2 separate regions of the Rattus norvegicus genome follow, and region 1 is linked to region 2. Evidence: chromatin contacts called from public Hi-C data. All regions are on one chromosome and are shown on one strand. Each heading gives the region's core, a stretch centred on a gene start, on an enhancer-like site or on the middle of the called end of the contact. The rest is flanking DNA. Distances are from core to core; before and after follow the strand shown.

Region 1 (6,104 bases), core at 1,708-4,207, 56 kb after region 2:
CCGGTAGTTCCCATTCACCAATTGCCTCAAGAGTATCAAGCTGCACCTGCCAGGCTTATTATAAATAGGGAGAGTGGATAAAACCTTCCGTGTATAAGAGTTTAGGAAAGAGAGGGCTTTCTGGTTAGGGAGGGGCTCTTCAACCTTTTTGGCAAGAAGAAGTTTGAAGAAGCAGCTTCTCTTATGAGATGCTGTCGATTGCTAACCCAGCATGCTGTGGCTACCTCTGCAGTTTGTCACAGGGACAACCACCCACTGGGTACCTATACCAAACTCTTCTGATCTCATCGGGCTTCTGGTTTCCCTTTGGGGGCAGTCGAGCATAGTGGGGTCTTGTAGTGACCCTCTGCTTTTTCCTCTGGGCTGGGGCAGAGGCTGGGCGTAGTCAGAGGTATGGAAGGGGCTCCACACAGCCAGGGAATCAGAGTGAGAAGGGGATTTGGCTCTGGAGATCTCCCCTAGACTGCACTTTTTGCTTTCATAGAATGGTTATCCTAGCTTGTGTTTGCAAGATTTGCTAGTGGAAATAACATTATCTGCTATGCCTGGTACTGGAGCAGCTCTGTTTGGGATTGGCCTCTTGGTAGATCTTTAGCCTCTGAGCAAAAACATCAGATGGGTTAGCCTACTGCAATGCCCTGAAAGTCTGGACTGCTGTCAACCAAATCCCATGCAGGAATACTGCCCTGGTGAGCTACTAAAAGGAAGCTCCCCACCCCACACCCCCGCCCCTGCCACCCCCGCCACCCCCCCAACCCCCCCCCCCACACACACACTGCTGTGACACCATACCTAACCAGAATAAACCCATTACCAAACAGACTGCCCTTGGGTGTCTCCGGGCTGTGGCAAAAGGCCCTGGGTCTCACCAAGGACACCTTTTGCCCTGGTTCTAGGATATTATGTAGCGTGTTTAGTGCCATGTGCCCATCTGACCATAGTGGTTACTTCTTCAGTTATCTGCAAAACATGTTGAGAGAGAGAGAGAGAGAGAGAGAGAGAGAGAGAGAGAGAGAGAGAGAGAGAGAGATTGTCCTGTGAGAGGTGCCCACCATAGTTTTTGAGACAGTGTCTTACACTGACCTGCTACCATACACACTGGAGAGATCTGCCTGTCTCTTCCTCCCCAGTCCTGGGATTTCAAACACATGCAAGCATGTCTAGGGTCTTAAACCTGGGTTGGGAGTACCGAACCCAGGTCCCTACTCATGCATGGCAAGCACTTTACCAGCTGAGCTATTGGCCCAGTTTCTTCTGTTCCTGACTGGGTGGATTTAGAGTGGGTCTGAATTCTCTACTGTTTTCCCAGTTTGGGAGGGTTTTCTCATTTGCTCTTGTTTTTAAGTCTTGGATGGGGGAGGGGTGCTCTGGCGCCCTAGTGCTATCCCCTCCCCCTCTCTCCACTTTTTAACCCACCCCTTAGCAGGACAGGCTCCGGGTACTTGATGTGGGCACCTCAGCCTTGTCTTGCAGCAGGAGTGCCTCCCAGAGGCCACTCTGGCTTGAATCCAAGCACCCGAGCCCCTCCCAGCTGCCCTAGGGTATGGAGTTCTGGACAGATCTTTTCACTCCCCACCTCCAGTTGCTCCCGTGTCCTAAGTATAGCTAAGGGCCCAGTACAACACGGACAGGGCCGTCCAGATGCCATAGCCTCCAACTTTCATGCTTGGGCCCAGCAGGCACTCCACTGCAGGCAGAGCACCAATCAAGGCTGCAGGTCCTGCTGCCAACCTTAAAAAAAAACAAAACAAAACCACGAAGGTCGGAATTCTAATTTTTTTTCTAATGTCGGTTTAATTTTTTCAACTATTTTTTTGGAGCATGACCAGGATCAAAACAATGCACACTGGGGAAAAGGGACAACATAAAGCTGGTCCTCGGGCCTCTGCACACATTCTGGTTTATCTTTACTGAGGTCTTTGAGTCATTGTCCCAGTGCTGCCAGTGGAATGGTGATATCTACATAAGAGCTGGATCCATGCCCTCAACGTCTCTCTTCCTTCCCCACCCTTATTCGCAGCCCCAAAATGTGGTCCCTACTCCCAGCGCTCTCGAACTTGGAACTTTGGATCCTTCAGTGTGAAGGTCAAAGCCTCCGTATTCCCGTGGAAGAGAGCGCGGGTGACACAAACTACCACGACAGAGAAGGTGAAAAAACTCGGGCTCCCAAATCCAAGACCAATGCCCAAAAGAGTCACCCACTCCTGGGCTCGGGACAACCCAGACGCCACCCGCAGGCCTGCGAGTTGGAACCAATCCCCTTTGCGTAACGATCCGCGTTGACAGTGTGAGAGACACGCGACCCGGCGCTGGACACTGGCCTGTGCCTGGGCCTCCTCCAGCCCCTCCCCTCCCCCAGGGCTCTCCAGAGGCGGAGCGGAGGATCAGAGCGGGCGGCGACAGCAAGAGGCGCCGCGAGGGCGGGCCGGGGGCGGGGCGGGGCGGAGCCGCGACGGACTGCGGAGACGCGGCGGCGCACGGGGCGGTGCAGAGCGTTCTCGGCGCTGAGCTTTGCGGGCGGGTGCGGGCGCGCGCGGCTGCGGGGCGCTGTGGCGGGGGCCGGGCCGTACGCTAGCCGAGCCGGGGATCGGGGCGGGAAGCAGCCACGGCGCCGCCGAGGCCCGGGGCCCGGGACGCTGCGCATAGCCTGGGCGCCGAGTAGCCCGGCCGGGCCGGAGCGCGGGCGGCGGTGGCGGTGGCGGCGGCGGTGGCGGAGCAGCTGCGCCCCCCGCCCTCCCAGGCCCGGCGCCCGGGCTGCTGGCGATGGTGACACATGCGGCGGCGGCGCGCCGGCGGCAGGACCATGGTTGAGCGCGCCAGCAAGTTCGTGCTGGTGGTGGCGGGCTCGGCGTGCTTCATGCTCATCCTCTACCAGTACGCGGGCCCGGGGCTGAGTCTGGGCGCGCCCGGTGGCCGCGCGCCCCCCGACGACCTGGATCTCTTCCCCACGCCGGACCCACATTACGAGAAAAAGTACTACTTCCCGGTGCGCGAGCTGGAGCGCTCGCTGCGCTTCGACATGAAGGGCGACGACGTGATAGTCTTCCTGCATATCCAGAAGACCGGCGGCACCACCTTCGGCCGCCACCTAGTGCAGAACGTGCGCCTCGAGGTGCCCTGCGACTGTCGCCCGGGCCAGAAGAAGTGCACCTGCTATCGGCCCAATCGCCGCGAGACCTGGCTCTTCTCTCGCTTCTCCACCGGCTGGAGCTGCGGGCTGCACGCTGACTGGACCGAACTCACCAACTGTGTTCCCGGTGTGCTAGACCGCCGCGACCCAGCAGGTCTGCGTTCGCCCAGGTGAGTGTCCGCTGCGGGCGAGTGTGATGGGGGGGGTGCCCTAAACCCCGGACCAGATCTGCCCTCTTTGCTCTCTTGGGGCCCCTTCCGATCTGCCGGATCCCAGGATCCCCGTCTCATCTGTCCCTGCAGCTGCCACTCCTGACCTCTGATCTCTCTTTTCACCCTCTGTTCTGTACCTCTCCTCATCACTGGCCTGTCTGCGCAGTGCCCAGACTTCCTCCTGGGTCACTGCCGGCCGCTCTCTGTCCACCCCATCTGCGGTGCACTGCCGGCTAGCCTGAGAGAGAAACCTCGGGGACTAAAGGTCCAGGCTTGGCTCTAGAGGCAGAAAAACAGGTGTGTCTCTGTGCGTCTGTAGCCCGTACCTGTCTAGAACTAAAAGTGGAGCAAGGGAGATGAGGATCCTCTTCCTCTGCACCTGTGGTATCCCCAGGCCCTCCAGTGCTTGCCAGTCTGGGGAGGAGCTGCCAGGAAAGGGGTGGGCTCTGCCTGCCGGTGTGTGCAGGTAGAACAAAGGCCCGTGTGACCCGGGCTGAAGACGGAGAGAAGGCAGCACTACCTGGCCTCCCCAACTACTGAAGTGGAACAAAAGCTTCCAGTTGGGGACTGCCTTCCGCAGAAATCTATCCACCGGTCAGATTAGGGATAGCTGAGACAGTCAAAGCTACTTGTGCAACCAAGAACCTTCCAGCAAGGCCCGTCATGTTCCTTGTCTGGGGCATGTGGGCGAGGGCCAGCCCCTCCGAAAGCACTTTGTAAAGTTGAGATTGTAGCCCTGTTTCTGTTGGTGCCCTCTGGTCCTCCGGGGATTTTCTCCCCCCTACCCCGCCCCGCCCCACCCCACCCTAGGAATTAGGGCTTCTTGTCTGCCTTTGTTTCTCTCCCATGTTTCCTGTAGGACTGAATTTACAGATGAGCTAGGAAGTGGGCGTGGGCAAGTCTTGACTGAAGTCGCTATTTTCTTTGGTACTTTTGGGGCAGGAAGGTGCTGGCTCTTCGGTGGGGTTGGGACCCTTCAGAGTCCAACCAGCCTGGAGCTGCTTGCCCTACAGTCCTGAGGGTTTATTTCACAAACTGTCAGGACACTAGGACGCTAGAGTTGGGTGATAGACATACACATTGCACCCACCCCTAGCAGTTCTCAGTCTCAAAGGAGGTATTCTGTCCGCGGCCCTAATCTAGACCCAGAGTCTCCTTTCCAGGCCCTTGAAACTGCTTCCTGTCCATATTAGCTCTGCTCTGCACACATACATGCTTCAATTACAGGACCCATCCCAACGGTTCAGCCATGCCGTGCTAGAGTCTGGGTCTAGCCATAGCAACTGTCCACTGGTCCACCACTCAAGACTGCGAGTGCCCAGTACTGGGCACACCCCAGCAGATTCAGGGAAGTCCTCTCCGTCTGCAGGATGTGGGGCTTGAAACTGTGGGCATCCTAATTATAGAAGGTGCAGGCAAACTGTGCGTACTGCTCTTAGAGCTGTAGAGAGGCCAGGCTTTGGGGGTGACCCTACCCCTCATGGACAACATCAGCCACAGATTGTAACCAGGGTTCCCTTCTTGCAGCTCTATGGGTTTCCAGAGCGAAGGACCCCAGTGCCCCTTGGCTAGAGTTTATCAGAGGCTCAAGTGGCCTCGTGGCTGTGAATGGAAGGAACAGGGAGGTGGGTGGCCCCAGATACTGTTCGCAGGCCTCAATTGCCTGCAGAGGGGGCAGGGATGAAGAATGCTGACCTCCCCCCCCCCCAAAAAAGGGGGGTGGTCAGGAAGTTGCTGACTCAGCAACTGTGGGCTAGGTGGGGGAGGGGCCTCTAGGGCCTTTGGTTCCAAAGTTTCTAATTGTGCCACCCAATAGGTGACACTGGGTTCCTTCTGTTATTCTCTTCACTGTGCTCCATTTGTTTCTTTTTTAGGTACAAGGTATATAGCTTTTTTTCCCCTCAAACTAACTCAGGAGACTTTTATGTATTGGACTCCTGGCTGCACCTGAGTTCCCCAACTGAGCCCTATCCCTGGCAAAAGCTGAACTCCCATCTGCCCAGGGACCCTGTCCCTGTCAGAGTTGGCAGCATGTTAAGTAGCACTGATGGTTGGTGTTAAGTAGCACTTACTGTCACCCTTGAAGGCTCGTTCCCTCTCCAGACACCTTGCACACTAGGGTGGGCCTTCTTTTCCTCTTCTCTCTGCCCTCGGGGTTATGGTAGAGCTTGGACAAATGACTCTACCTAGCTCCCAACCTCCCCATGGCACATCTGCCTGTGGCTGCTCTGAACTGAGCACACATCTGGGTGACTCATGAGGCTGGACAGATCCGTCACTCCCTCCTAGGTTTGTAACTTACAACATCGCTTGGTACTTCCTGCCTCAGCAGGGGAACAGGTGTGTGAGCAAAGCATTGGAGGTTTCTGTGGCCTCTGTCTGCTCCAGATGTCTCACATCTGCTAGCATAAGCCTGTGTGCTTACAAGACCAGAGTGGAGAGACAGAAGGCTCGATGGCTGGCCTTGGACAGATGGAGCTGCCAGGGGATGAGTGCCACCAAGGACCATTGGCACCTGGGCCAGCTCTAGTCTGACTACCCTAACCCTCATGGACACAGCATGCCCTAGGAGAGCCAGTGAAGTCCTCAGTTGATGGCTACGGGCTCAATTTGGTGACATCATTAACAGGTAGGGATGGGAAGTTTGGTTGCCACTCTGGGGCAGTCTCCAGGGTCTGGAGTCCTCCAGGGTCCAGTAGAGAGGAAGAGGAGGAGTCTGGCATAATAGTAAGAGACCTTGAGTCTCTCATGTGCCCCCTCCC
Region 2 (5,834 bases), core at 3,089-5,588:
GGTGAGTGTGTGAGAACATTTTCGATATTCCAGTAGCCATCTTCTGAGAATGTGAAAAATTCTGCCCCAAACTGCAACAGTGCAGATTAGAAACCATGAGGCAGCAATGATGTAAGTTAGCCCGACTGAAAGGGAGGCCCTTACCCACTGAGAGTCATTCTCGATCCCCTGACCTCCCAAATTACAGCTGCCATCTCCTGGCCAACCAGCCAGTCCCTGGGCTCTCACCTCTGCCACCCCTGGCTTTACATGTCACCGTGGAGGGTGATCCAGGCTCTCCTTACTCCTTCCGGGGTCAAGAATGGTATTTTTGCAAGAGACAAAAGAGGCTCCCTCAGGCTCCTGGGAAGTGGAGGAAACCTCAGACCAATGCCCCAGTGCAGGGACAAATCCCAATTTCCATCAATTCCTCCTATACAGCATGTCAGGCTCTGGCAGGATTTACGGAATGGGAGGGACACAGGACAATGGCTGCCTCTCCCCAGCTCCCCGGCAGCCTGTTCCCACGGTGGGCTCCAGCAGAGCCTGCAGCATGGTGGGAAAGGTCAGCTCCCGAGAGTTCCAGGCTCTATTCCCCCACAGTCACCTCAGACCAGGGCTTACCCACATCCTCCCAGGCTGTCTTATTCCCTGTGGTACTCTCCACAGTTCCCCCATGAGGAGCAGACCGACCCCTTTTCAAATCAGAAGAGGAAAGAAGGAAAACAATTAAGTAACTTTCTTTGTCTTGCTTTGTTCTGAGGACTTTCCCTGCTGCTCCCATCAGCCTCCAGGGAGCCTTAGGAGAGTTGTTGGGGTCAGAACTGAGGCCCTGGCAGCCTGGACAAGCTAAGCTTCGCCGTAACTTTTCCTCTGTCTGCCAAAAGTAACAGTGATAGGTAGAGAAGGGTTTGTTTGATCAATTATGGCCCACTTTGAGAAGAACAAATATGCCCATCTATGCCCCTCCTCCAAACCTAAATGTCGTCTTTGAGACTTAAGGTTCAGGTTCAGTAGGAGGAGCTTGTTGGTATGTACATAGCTAAGAAGTCCAATCAAGGTGAGGTGCCTGCTGCCCACCTATATCTCAGTTCCAGTCTACCTTGCAAGGAGGTCTAATAATCTGTCAGAGCAGTGTGAACATTCTTTTCAGAAAACAAATGTTCCTCAATCCCTCTCCACCCCACTGGATGGCACCCCCAAGATCCTAGTCTTGTCCTCCCAGCATGAGATTCCTGGGAAATCTCCAATTTCCTGAAGTCTGTGTCTCAATAGTCTGATAGCCAAAGAGGAGCAGAAGTTCCAGGCCCCCACCCGGTTTGAGGACAGTCTAGACCCTGTGAGGTTACCAGAACAGATACGCGTCTAGAGGGTAGACATCCAAGTTTCCAGGTTCTTGCACCTCATTACAATGAGTTGTACAGAAACATGTGGGTAATTAGAGGAAAGGAAACAGTTTATTATGGGGAAGATACGGAGGTGCCCCCTATGCCCTGGCCCAAAGAAGGGAGAGAAGGGCTGAGGTGAGATCCCCAGTGACCTTTTTTGTAACCGATAGTATTTTTATTAATGATTTGGAAACCTCACATCACATCATGTAACCCGGTCACACTCACTTTTTAGAACTCCCAGGTCTGCCCCCATCCTGTGACGCACACACCCCAACACACACACACACACACACACACACACACACACACACACACACATGCACACATGCACACAAAATCCAAAGTCCAACTGTGTTGGACTCCCTGAAGCAAGGTCAAACTCTCAGTAGCCAGCCCCTTAAAGAAAACTGAGTCTTTCCCCTCCCCCACCCCTGCCAGAAGCCGTCAGTTGTGAAGAGCTACACTTCAGCATCCTTGTCATGGTGGTTAATAGTTCTCTTCAATGGTTTCCTGCCTAGGCTGTTACTCCTTAGGGGGTTGGTGGTGGGTAAGAGTTGTCACTGAAGCCTTCTATGCCCTTTCTCAACTGCGAGTCTCCAGTCATCGATGCCAACGCAAAAGTAGCTTCCTTGCCCTTTAAACTCAGTGAGAGCATGGATCACAGATTTCTTTGTGGTTTCTGGTGACAACACAGACATCCACATGGTCTCCAGTGTCAGCACCTGCCAAGGACCTCAGTATGATCTCTGGTGGCAGGAGAGACCACGGGCATCAACATGGCCAACTACCACAGCATGGGGCCTCAGACACATCTCTCCAGGCTCTGTCCCACAAGAGACAGGAAGATCAAGAGTGCTGGTGAGCTGTAAGCAGCCAACTTAAATGCAAGGAAAATATGTCACTCCTAGGTTTTAGGTCACTGAGGGTGGCTGAGAACGTTGACCAGTATTGAGAAAGATTCTGAGGCTGCCTCTCAGTTCAGACTAAACGTACTCTGTGCCTGATTAGTGATGTCTGCAAAGGGCACGAAGGTTCCTGGGAGGTGTGAGTATCAGGAAGCTGTCAGTCCTGCTGCCCAGTATGTCAGATACAGGGGATGGGTTAGGATAGTGGGGGTACAGACCTATGTTGGAAAAATTTGTGAATCATCACTTGGAGGGGTGGGGGACAGTGTGAGCATCACTTCTAAGATGGTAGCAGTCATTTCTGGGAAGATGTTTGATCTCATTTCAAACTATTTCTCCACTCTTGTCGGCCTTTTCTTGGTTAAAATTTTTATGTTGCAAGCACAAGGCCCTGAGTTAGGTCCCCAGCTCCGAAAAAAAGAAAAAAATTTATGTTTATTATTATTGTGTGTACCTATGCTGGGGTGGAGGGGCATGTCTGAGCCACAGTACACATGTGAAGGCCAAAGGGCAACTCTGGAGAATTAGTTCTCTCCCTCCTCCACAGCATTCTGGGGGTTGTGAGGTCATTAGCCTTGAGCAGCAAGCATTTTTATCTGCTGAGCTAACTAGCTGGCCCCTTGCGCGTCTTTTCCACAGCCTACCAAGGCAATTTGGAAACCCTGTCATTCTAGTCACTCTGCAGATGAGAAAATGGTCTCTCTCCTCCTTCAGATAAATCAGCTCCCACTAATGAAAGAACTGGCATGTGTAGTTTTAGAAGAAGGAGGAGGAGGAGGAAGAGGAGGAGGAGGAGGAGGAGGAGGAGGAAGAGGAGGAGGAGGAGAAAGAAGAAGAAGAAGAAGAAGAAGAAGAAGAAGAAGAAGAAGAAGAAGAAGAAGAAGAAGAAGAAGAAGAAGAAGAAGAAGAAGAAAGCTGACTTCTGGACTGGGAGAAAGTCACATGAACGGGGAGACTGGGCTCAAATCCCCAGTCTATAGAGAGCTGGACACAGTGGTATCTGATATCCCTGTGGATACTGTGAAAAGGCAGGCAGGCAGGAGCCTCTCCAGACCTGGTGAACCAGCTGGCCTGGTGGGTGCAGTAGCTAGCCAGAGACCAGAAGAAATGGCCAGTAGGATAGCTCAGTGGGTAAAAGGGCTGGCTGAGCAAAGCTGACCTGCACTGGATCCCAGAAACCTGTCCAACAAAGGCAGACGGAAAGAACTGACTCCCACTCCACAAACACATCCTCTGACCTCCACTTGCAGTCTTTGGCACACACACACACACACACACACACACACACACACACACACACACACACATGGGGGGAGGTAATTATAAAGTATTGACAATAATAATAACCTGACTTTGTATTCATGCAAAACCCAGTGAAGAGATCTGCCTTGGGGTTTTCCTGGGGTTTCAGGATCTCAGCCCCACCCCCACCCCGCCGTGACATTTTGTGCTGCCACTACCTTAAAGAGTGTAAGAAGTCAGGTCAGAGGAGGGAAATCAAATAGACTCAGTTCGACCTCAAAACCACGAGACAAACTTTAATGATTAAGAGAGGTTGGAACCCCCCCAAAAGCCGCCGTTCCTATGCGAGGGTACAGGAGAACGAGGTGCACTCTGGGAATCTGTAAGGTTTTTTTGTTTTGGTTGGATTGGGAGGTTAGGGGGAAGATGAGCTTGGATTTGCTGAGCCCAGAAAACACATTTCGGGTCAACTGTTTCCCTAAGCTCTGAGTAGGAGGGAAGTCGGAATGCTTGTTTTGGGGACCTTCGGACTCCAGGGCCTAGGATGGGGTTAGCTGCTTTCTGGAATTCCACGAACAGTTGGTTTCTTAACGCCTTTGCCTGCTTTACTGACTGGTTTTGTTTTGTTTTGTTTTGTTTTGTTTTGTTTTGTGGGGGTAGGGTCAGAAGGGGGGGGGGAAGTGTCCTTTAAAGGGTTCTTGGGCGTCTTCTGGAATGTGGAAGCCAGTCAATGCTAGAGTCAAAAAAGATGTTTACCTAGGCCTGAAGATGTACCCCTGGTCTGTCCACATCCTATTAGCCAAAGCCCCAGCCAAGTGCCCCTTGCTCTACTGCAAGGGAAGCTGGGAAATGTAGTCCAGGAGGACCTGGGAAGGATAGCTGAGAGGGTGGGGATTTCCTTGCAGCTCCTTGTCCCTCTCCCCACACAACCGTCCCTCCACCCACTCCCTTCCATGGGCATTGCCACACACATCCTCCCGTCTCTGCTTCTGGCCCCAGGGATACACTGAGAGTGTTCCAGTCAAACCTCTCCCCGATGGATATGGATGGTTGACCAATTACATACCAGAGGAGTCTAAGAAACAGAAGACATTTCCGTTCACCTCAAAAGAAATTGCACAGAAGGAGATGGTAACCACATTCAGATTATGGGAAAAGCAATTGGCAAGGTTCCCGGAACCTGAGCGAGTTTTTGCAAAGAGATGCTTGGCGGAATTCTCTTCCTCGCTGCAAAGCGGGGCACTAACTTCCAGAAGGCCTGGCTTAATTACAATACAGTTAAATGTTAAAGTCTTAGCCACTCAGGAACCACAACAGTTGCTTAATTACTGGGCCTCTAGAGGGGCCAGACAATTGATGTTTAAAAGAATATTTCCTATACACAGCACCTTTTCACAAGGAGGCCTTGGTTCTTCACAAACATTAATTAAGTTCCCCTCAGGAGGTCCCAGGTATGTGGTCTTTGATGACTGACAAAATTAGGAATCTTGGTGCTAGAAAGATGGATCAGCAGTTTATGTTATAGGAAAAAACTCTTGGTCAAGAGAATACAGCCTCTGTCCTAGGTGCAGACCTACCACTCCAGCTGGGCTGGTTCAATCATGTAGCCCAGACCACCGAGGAACACCTTCAGCCATTCTGCTAAACGGAAAGGTGGAATGATCAGTCCTTTAATGCCAAGTAGCTTCAGAAATCTGCCTGTTTTTCTTCCTTCCTTCCTTCCTTCCTTCCTTTCTTTCTTTCTTTCTTTCTTAGATGTATTTCCTTATTTAATGTATATGAGTACACTGTAGCTGTCTTCAGACACACCAGAAGAGGGCATCAGATCTCATTACAGATGGTTGTGAGCCACCATGTGGTTGCTGGGAATTGAACTCAGGACCTCTGGAAGAGCAGTCAGTGATCCTAACCACTGAGCCATCTCTCCAGACCCCCACCCCCCTTTTCCTGACTTTCTGAACTATTCAGAAAAGTATTAACTACTTTTACTTCCTCCCTTTCCTGAGCGATGATTCCTTAACTCTTTGGATATTCCCAATATCCAGGGTTTACACTTTAAAAAAAAAAGATTGATCGATTGATTGATTGATTTTATATGAGTACACTGTAGCTGTCTTCAGATCCCATTACAGATGGTTGTGAGCCACCATGTGGGTGCTGGGAATTGAACTCCAGACCTCTGGAAGAGAAGTTCGTGCTCTTAATCAATGAACCATCTCTCCAGCCCTCAGGCCTTACTTTTTTCTTTTTTTTTTCTGAAGTCTCCCTCCCTATCATGTGGCTGCTTGTCCACTGCATTCCTGGCCTCCATACCACC

The links. Hi-C and Micro-C count contacts between places; a contact is called where the count stands out from the background.
Region 1: a contact with region 2 is called in a Hi-C map of liver, with 3 times the contacts expected there. The contact joins the promoter of Hs6st1 here to the enhancer-like site in region 2. A contact is called at or near these places in 2 of 12 Hi-C or Micro-C datasets (the A7r5 cell line and liver).

Annotation. Positions count from the first base shown.
Region 1 is chr9:45,776,445-45,782,548 of GRCr8, forward strand. It overlaps Hs6st1 (heparan sulfate 6-O-sulfotransferase 1), which reads left to right and starts at 2,958. Exons shown (of 2, transcript NM_001108210.1): 1 at 2,958-3,300. The coding sequence starts at 3,020.
Region 2 is chr9:45,718,778-45,724,611 of GRCr8, forward strand. No RefSeq gene overlaps it. Among named protein-coding and RNA genes, the nearest start is that of Hs6st1, 58 kb to the right of the region's middle. Within about 2 kb of position 4,339, at least 9 of the 93 cell types and tissues checked have an H3K27ac peak or open chromatin away from gene starts, as enhancers often do. A contact at or near this core is called in liver, where this site is marked.